Regions from separate parts of the Sus scrofa genome. Here region 1 is linked to region 2. The links are chromatin contacts, called in public HiChIP or PLAC-seq maps. All regions are on one chromosome and are shown on one strand. Each heading gives the region's core, a stretch centred on a gene start, on an enhancer-like site or on the middle of the called end of the contact. The rest is flanking DNA. Distances are from core to core; before and after follow the strand shown. Region 1 has its middle 45 kb from the start of MIRLET7C. Region 2 overlaps LOC106508546.

Evidence for each region. HiChIP or PLAC-seq counts read pairs in DNA pulled down with a chosen protein or histone mark.
Region 1: an H3K27ac HiChIP or PLAC-seq map of skeletal muscle shows a contact between it and region 2, with 2.2 times the contacts expected there. The contact joins two enhancer-like sites. A contact is called at or near these places in 1 of 47 Hi-C or Micro-C datasets (skeletal muscle) and 1 of 2 datasets of contacts at active chromatin or transcription factors (skeletal muscle).

Annotation. Positions count from the first base shown.
Region 1 is chr13:181,346,379-181,349,976 of Sscrofa11.1, forward strand. It overlaps a transcript of LOC106508546 not described here. Among named protein-coding and RNA genes, the nearest start is that of MIRLET7C, 45 kb to the left of the region's middle. Within about 2 kb of position 1,648, at least 59 of the 83 cell types and tissues checked have an H3K27ac peak or open chromatin away from gene starts, as enhancers often do. A contact at or near this core is called in skeletal muscle, where this site is marked.
Region 2 is chr13:181,055,471-181,059,073 of Sscrofa11.1, forward strand. The region is part of intron 3 of LOC106508546; the gene reads left to right. Among named protein-coding and RNA genes, the nearest start is that of MIR99A, 250 kb to the right of the region's middle. Within about 2 kb of position 1,306, at least 35 of the 83 cell types and tissues checked have an H3K27ac peak or open chromatin away from gene starts, as enhancers often do. A contact at or near this core is called in skeletal muscle, where this site is marked.

The DNA.
Region 1 (3,598 bases), core at 398-2,897, 290 kb after region 2:
AGAGAGAGAGGAAAAAAAAAGATGGATCTGAGCAAAGAGACTTTAGAAATGACCAGTTTAGTACACAGACGTAGAACAGGAAGGAAGTCAGCAGGCGTCTTACCAACAATCAGTATTTTAAACTATGCTGTGTATGCATTAGTTTCTGTTACAGGTTTTCAGTAAATTCTAAGCTCGAACTCTGATCTGGAATCTTTGGTTTCTGAAATCGAATTTCCTATTTTATTTGTTACTTCAATGCTCAGTGATTCTTTGCTCTTTCCCCTGTTCCTTTTTTCCCCTTATCCACCATTCCCCTCCCTCCTCCCTTTTCTGTTTCCTTTTCTTCCTCCCCCTCCTGTTCTTTCCTTTCCTGTATTTCTCTCTCTAGTGAGAGTGTGTAAACTCCAAGCTTCCTCCAGGTGACGGTTTCTTTATTTGTGCTTTTTATTTTTGCTCTTAAGTTTTCCCTTTCCCCCCTTTTTCTCTCAAATCAGGAGCTTGGAGGGGCTGATTGTAAAGGTACATATCCTAGTTCAGTTGCTTCTTTCTCTTTAAGGGTTGTGTGATGTTTTCTTTGGAACCTCTGCAAACGGTTGTCCTTCACGTTTGTTGCCACAGATCTGCTGCCAGACTGCTACCTTAGTTGGTCCTGCAGTGCCGCAGTGCATGATGGGATCTGTCTGTGTGGGTAAACCGAAATTTCTCCAGCACCAGACAGCATTAGAGTTGGCTTGAGAATCATCGTACTTTTTCTATCCTTTGTATCTAGTTCTTGCAAGCTGCGGAGTCACTGATGGCTGGCTCTGTCTGGCAAGTTATTCAGAAATATTGCTTGTGTAGAAAAGAAAGGTAGGCAGTTTACCACGTTCTATCATTAAAGGGAACAGTTGAAGAACAAAGGAACTGGTAAATACCTATATACTGCCTTCTATGTTATGAAACACTGTAGCTCACATACGACTGCGTCCAAATTTTTACTTCTTATTGTAACAATGCACATAGTAGATTGTTTTCACATATATGTGCAAATCCATATTGTAAGTAAACATATCTTTAATCTTTAATATTTATAGCCTGCAAACATTTTCTAGTCTCAAAAACTGATATACATATTCATCAACACGGCTATTTATTATTATTTTTAAAAGTTCTTAAATCGAAAAAGTAAATATATATATATATATATATATATTAATATCCCTGTCGGTTAATTTCATCCCATCAAGTTAGGATTTCAGCGCAGTTTAAATCATATTGATGATTCAGATCCTGGCAGATCTCGTAATTCCTGTGAAATGAGAGCACAGCTAATAAAAATATTAAGCAATTATTTTTATTAAAATCATAGTTTTTTTTCATTAGTAAATAGAAATGATTGATCTTTACAGATCCACCTCAATCATGTGTCTCTTAAGCTGTTTGTGGGTTTCAGAGACAAGTGGAAAGGGTTTTTTTTTTGCTCTTTCGTCAGCCGGGATGGGGGTGGGTGGGAATGAAAGCGTAGAATAAAGTCTAAGACTGCTAAAGATTTGCTGGCATTATTTCTCTATCACGTGTGAGCCTGGCTGCCTGCTTCCTGAGGTAGTGAATCCAGGATGAGACTGTGTCGGAGCCTGTTTCCACAACTGTATTTGGAGATCTGTCTTATTGATTGGGAGTTGGGGGAGGGTGGGGATCGGAGTGTGAGGTGAGGGGTGGACCTGCTGACTACTGGCTCAGTGAAGCACAAGACAGTTTCTTCCGGAAAGATGTCAAACAACTGAGACATAGCCACAGAGGAAGTAGAAATGTGGAAAAATAAGGAGACCCTGGAAGAAATGAAGGCTCTGAGGGCTTTTTCTTTTAACTCCTTTTCTTTCTTTCTGTTGTTTTTTTTTTTCTTCCATCATCTGACCTGCAAAAGCTAGAGTGACAGCGTCATGCAAATACTGCAGTCCCGCAGGTCTGGGAGAGGGTGGATGCTAGACTGTGAGTTAATGTTAATGATGAGCGCAGTGAAAATACCAGCCGCTGCCACCCCCAGCACACAGAAGCGCTCTGAGTCAGCATCAGATGCTTTGCCTCGCCTCTCGCTGGGTGTCTGTATGCCTGTGCGCGCGCGTGCTCGCTCCGGCATCCGTGTCTAGCCGAGGGGAGGGGGTGGCGTGTGAGTGCGTGGAGGGTAAAAGCCAGTCAGTCAGTGAGAAGCAAAGGTACGTTGGAGAGCAACTAAAATCTGACTGATTTCCATCTTTGGAGCATCAGATGTATTCCCTAAGGAGGATGGGTCTCCGTGATGGGGGTGGTATAATTATGTTAATGTCATATTTATGGAGGGGTGAGATTTTTCATTCTAATAATTGGTTGAATGCTATGGTCAAAAATTGTAAAGCCATATTCAGTTTTAAGGAAAAGCATGGACTTATATCTAAGGACTGTTTTATTTTTTTGCTTTTTATGAGTGCTGCTTTTTTGTTTTATTTTATTTTTTAACTATTTACTATTTTAAGCCATAACTGATTCAGTATGGAAAATCAAACGATAAACAGAAAGAGATCTTATATAATGATGCATTACATCATGGAGCAGAATATTTAAAGTCTTAACAAGGCAAAGTAAAGATCTGGACAGAGGGTGGGGGGTGGTGGTTGGAAAGGGGTGTGGTACTAGGGTGGAGGAGGGGGGCCAGTTAGCAAATATTTTGTTCAGTATAGCTTTCCTTGCAGCTTACTTGGAAATGGATGATTCACCTGTTCTACAGGAAAACATTCTAATTCTTTCCATTTTTTTGTTTTTTTTTTTTTTCCTCCTCTTTTCCCTTTTAAGATCAACCACTTCAGAAGAACCAGATTCCACTTCTGTGGCCAGGACTTTTATGTTATGGCTGGTCCGATTGTTTTACCCTGCGTTCTATGCTACTAAACCTTGGATCATTCCTAAAGTACAAATTCTGTTCTCGAACCACAAACAAGGCTAAAAGATCGGAGGAAATTCAGTGAATATGCAGGATGGGGGTTGTGTATTTTCAAAAGTATTGAGCTTTATAATGCAATTATTTAAAAATAGAAACATTTTTTTTAATCATGTTGCCAGCATTTTAAGTTACGTGTTTGTTAAGTGGCATTGCTCAAATAGCTACAGAGTATGCATGGAAATATTGGCTGTCTGAAGAGTTTGGAGATTCAAAGAGAAATAGCAAGCTTCAGAGGTATTAAATTATGACATGCAAAAAAGTTTTTGTTTTATTCTTAACTGCAACAGTATATATTTAAATTAGATTTAAAGTGTTATATGTCCTGGGCCCACCTTAAAAGTTGTGCTGTATAGACTTGTAATGAGAAGCGAAATTTCAATTAGGGTCCCATTAACTGGCATATAATCCTCCTTTAATATAATGGAGGCTATGGTGTTGCTGTACAAATAGTCTAGAAACAGATTTTAACCCATTTTTGGTATCTTTCTTGGATCTAATGGAACGACTCTTAACTGTTTATTATCTGCCTTGTTTCTTACAGTCTTCATTATTTTAAGGTCTGAAATTAGTCTGTAAATGGTCGTCGTGAATACTCAGCTCATCCTGCCTTTTATATACCATATATATTTCTACGTATGTCATTTAATTAGTACTTAGAGGAAA
Region 2 (3,603 bases), core at 56-2,555:
AGTTTAGTGAAAGATATCGTGGAACAATTTATGTGCAAAGAGTTTAGAAGTTAATTTTGCTTTATTGACCAAAATAAAATGAGGGAACAAAGATTTACTAGGGTGAAGATATTAATTGGAACAGAAAATATAACTCTTTATTCTGAAATGCACCTGCATGTTAACAACAGTTCGAAAATCTGAAGCACAGATTTTAAATGAATGTACAATGAAATTTTAAACTTTTTTATTCCCCGTAAAATCATTTTCAAGGTGAAATGGAAGTTAAGTACATTTAAAGACTTTTGGAGCAGAAAATAGATTGACTTCAGGTGGTACTGGGTAAACTTTCAGTTTGTAATGAAATAGATATTCTTTACTATTCATGATAAGGGTGAATAAAAATGAAGCACTTAGTTTAAAAAAATAAACTGGAAAGAATGTAACACTTTCACTCCTTAGATTCTTAAGTCATTTTTTTTGTTGTTGTTGTTCTTTTGTTCTGTAATTGATTGCTAGCACCCCCTTTAACCCACCTTAAAGGGCAGCAGGAAATTCATGTTTTCGTTCATCAGCCCATCCCTCTGAAAGGCGTTCGATATTAAAACAGTTTGCAGGGAGCAAAAGCAGAGGAAACAAGAGGCCCAGCTAGCCTGTAGCAAGGTTAGAAGATACACTGCAAGATTGCCTGCAACATTGCATCGAGTCTTGTTCCTGTCCAGTATTTGCATGGAGAGATCAAGTTAATTAGGGTATGACTGTTCTTCACTTTCTATGTGACCTTTTATTCTATCTGTGGCTCTCTAGTTCATGCGGTGTCATAAAGCTATGGGAAAGTCTTTCTAGCTGTTTGACACAAACTGGAAAAAATTAAGCATTGATATTTCCTTTTGCCTGAAGGTTTTTACAGCAGCAAATTACTGCAGCGGCAAAGTTGATGTTGTGGTAGATTTGCTGTGGGTGTCAGAATGTTTCTTTTGTCTTTTTAGCTCCCCGCCTTCCCTGATGATCAGGTGCGACCAAGTGAGTTGTGCAGAGAGGTGGGGGTGGGGGAGGGGGTTCAGGAAGAGGTTACATGGCAGAATTCCCACGAATGCTGGCGAAGGATGAAAAAGATAAAGAAATCTTGTTTTTCTGAACTAGAGGATTCTCTGCATGACTTCCCCACTGTTGGGGTGATGAGCTTTCAGGCTAAGATTTTATTAACAATTCATATGGAGATTGAGGGCAGCGGAGGAGCAGATTCTCACATAAACTTGATCTGTCCATGAATGCTGTTCTCTGTTTGCCCTGACCCTGCATGGCTTAAGACACTGCCTGTGAGGCCAGTGTGCCAGACACAAAGAAAGAAATGAAAAGCAAGCACATTCCAGGAGTCTGCACAAAAGACCCAGCAGTTTCTAGTCGTCTCCCCAGAGAGGATCTTATCTCTGCATGGCCAAAAACCTCTAGAATGTTTTCATTTGTGTACCCAAAGTTTTAAAATTGACATGGCCGTTTATTAGGCAGTAGCCTATAGCCCTGTTTTCTTAGGTTTTAAAGTTTTGTTCTCAGAACTTGTTGAAACTAGAAAAACATAAGCAAGGGTGCATTTTGTGAAGTTTGGCTTTAAAAGTCACTGGCCTTGAATTGTTTTTACTTTGTTGATTGGTAGGTACCTTGAAAAATGAATCCTTTTCAGCTTTAAGAGAAGCCAGAACAACATTTTAAAGCTTGACTTGACTTCATGATGCCTTATGACACTGCAACTCTGAAACTTGTGGCAGAGTTAAGGCGTGAGATGAAATTGACATGGGGGCGCAAGCCAGCCACCCCCATGCTCCTGAGCACAGACAACCTAGCTACATTAAAGAAAGAAGCAAGTGAAAAGTTTGAGTGAGACAAAAGTGCAAGGGAGTCAGGGACTTTTAACGTTGTAATATTTCAGCAATTATTGGCAGTTCACTATTTTATCTAGATGCATTAAAACAGGATCATAACAAACTATCACAAGATATTTCTTTGTAATTTAATATACTACATTTTATCACCTAACAAATGCACATTCCAGGTGTCAGATATATTAAAGTTTGGGGATAAATATTTGATAAACATAATTCGGTTGCTAAATTACGTTTCCACAGATTCTTAAAAATTGGAAAATCCAGATACACAGACTCTTGAATTTTGTGTATGTGTTTAGCTGTTCAAGTTGTTTCAAACTTTTATAGTTCATGAATTAAATAGCCAGTAGAGGAATGCAGGCAAATGCTATTAATTATGATAGGCTTTGTTCCTTTCATTTTATAATGGTTTTATTTCCATGAAATTAACTGTTGTACTTAGGCTAATTGTCAGTAATTGGTGACAGAATCACTTCATTGTTTTTCTATAGCATGATACTAATTAGGATCTTTGCAGTATTGGCTCAGCCATGTTCTATATTCTACCTTCTATATTGAATCATTGGTACATAAAATCAAGTGCAACTTTAAAAAAAATCCATTAGATAAAATGCTTCTATTAATAATTAAATCTTTTAAACAGCTAGTTGTAAATTAATTTTAAAATATTGAAATAGAAGGAAGCTTTATTATAGATTTGTTGGGTTCATGAAACATCAATTGATCTTTCGGATTTGAATTGAATCCAGTGGAATCATCCTTAAAATATCACAGTTGTAATTCCAACTCCTGAGCCACATGCATTTTTATTATTCTGTTTGTGTCTGCAACATTGAAATTAGCACTGCTAAAGTGTTTTGGTAAGGTATCACAGGACTGGATCCATTGTCTTTCTTTTCATGCCTGATAGAGATATCATAAAATATAGCATTTTTTGTTTGTTTTCTAACTAGTTTTTTTTTTTGCCACAAGAAAATGGTTTTTGAAGCACTTATATTTCAAATGAAAATATATATGAATAGTTGTGATTATAAGAGCTTAGTTTTATGCTTTGCTTTTAAATTTAGAAGATTGTGTTCCATGTGGTTGACAGGTTATAAAAAGAGAAAATGAGAGAATATTCTATTTTGTGAAGTGAGGTTTAATGCCGATGGGAGAAAATATTACAACTCTGTATATCCTATTAAAACAATCACAGTCAATACTACTTTGCTCATTTTTAAAAGAATTCTTCTCATCCAATTCACCTGTGATCTGTATGAATTTGTAAGTTATGGAAGTTTTCTAATACTTTGAGGTATAGCCTCCTTGCTTCTTTTCCTTGTTCTATGGTACTTTTACCAATCCGGTGCATTTTGCAGTTTACAGTGAACTCAGTTTGTTTTAAAAGCAACCATAATGTATAACTTGGAGCTTAGTGCCTCACAGTTCTGAAAAAAGTTTTTAAGAAGTGATTAGGAAAATAATTGCCTATTAAAAGGTGAAGATTGGTTTAAGCAGGGAGAGAAGAAACTGAACTCTGAAATTGAAAGCATTCATTGTTAGCATGACACATATGCACCAAATCTGAAATTAAAGAAAACTCACGAAATACGTATCTTGGCAAGGGGAATTGTTTAAATTTTCTAAAGCTGTCAGCCCATTTTCTGTTTTTTTTTTTTTTTTTTTTTTTTCTTTTTCTGTTCAAGAACAACTTCAAATGGAAAGCTTCACCTTTTGTACAAAGTTGAAATGTTTTATT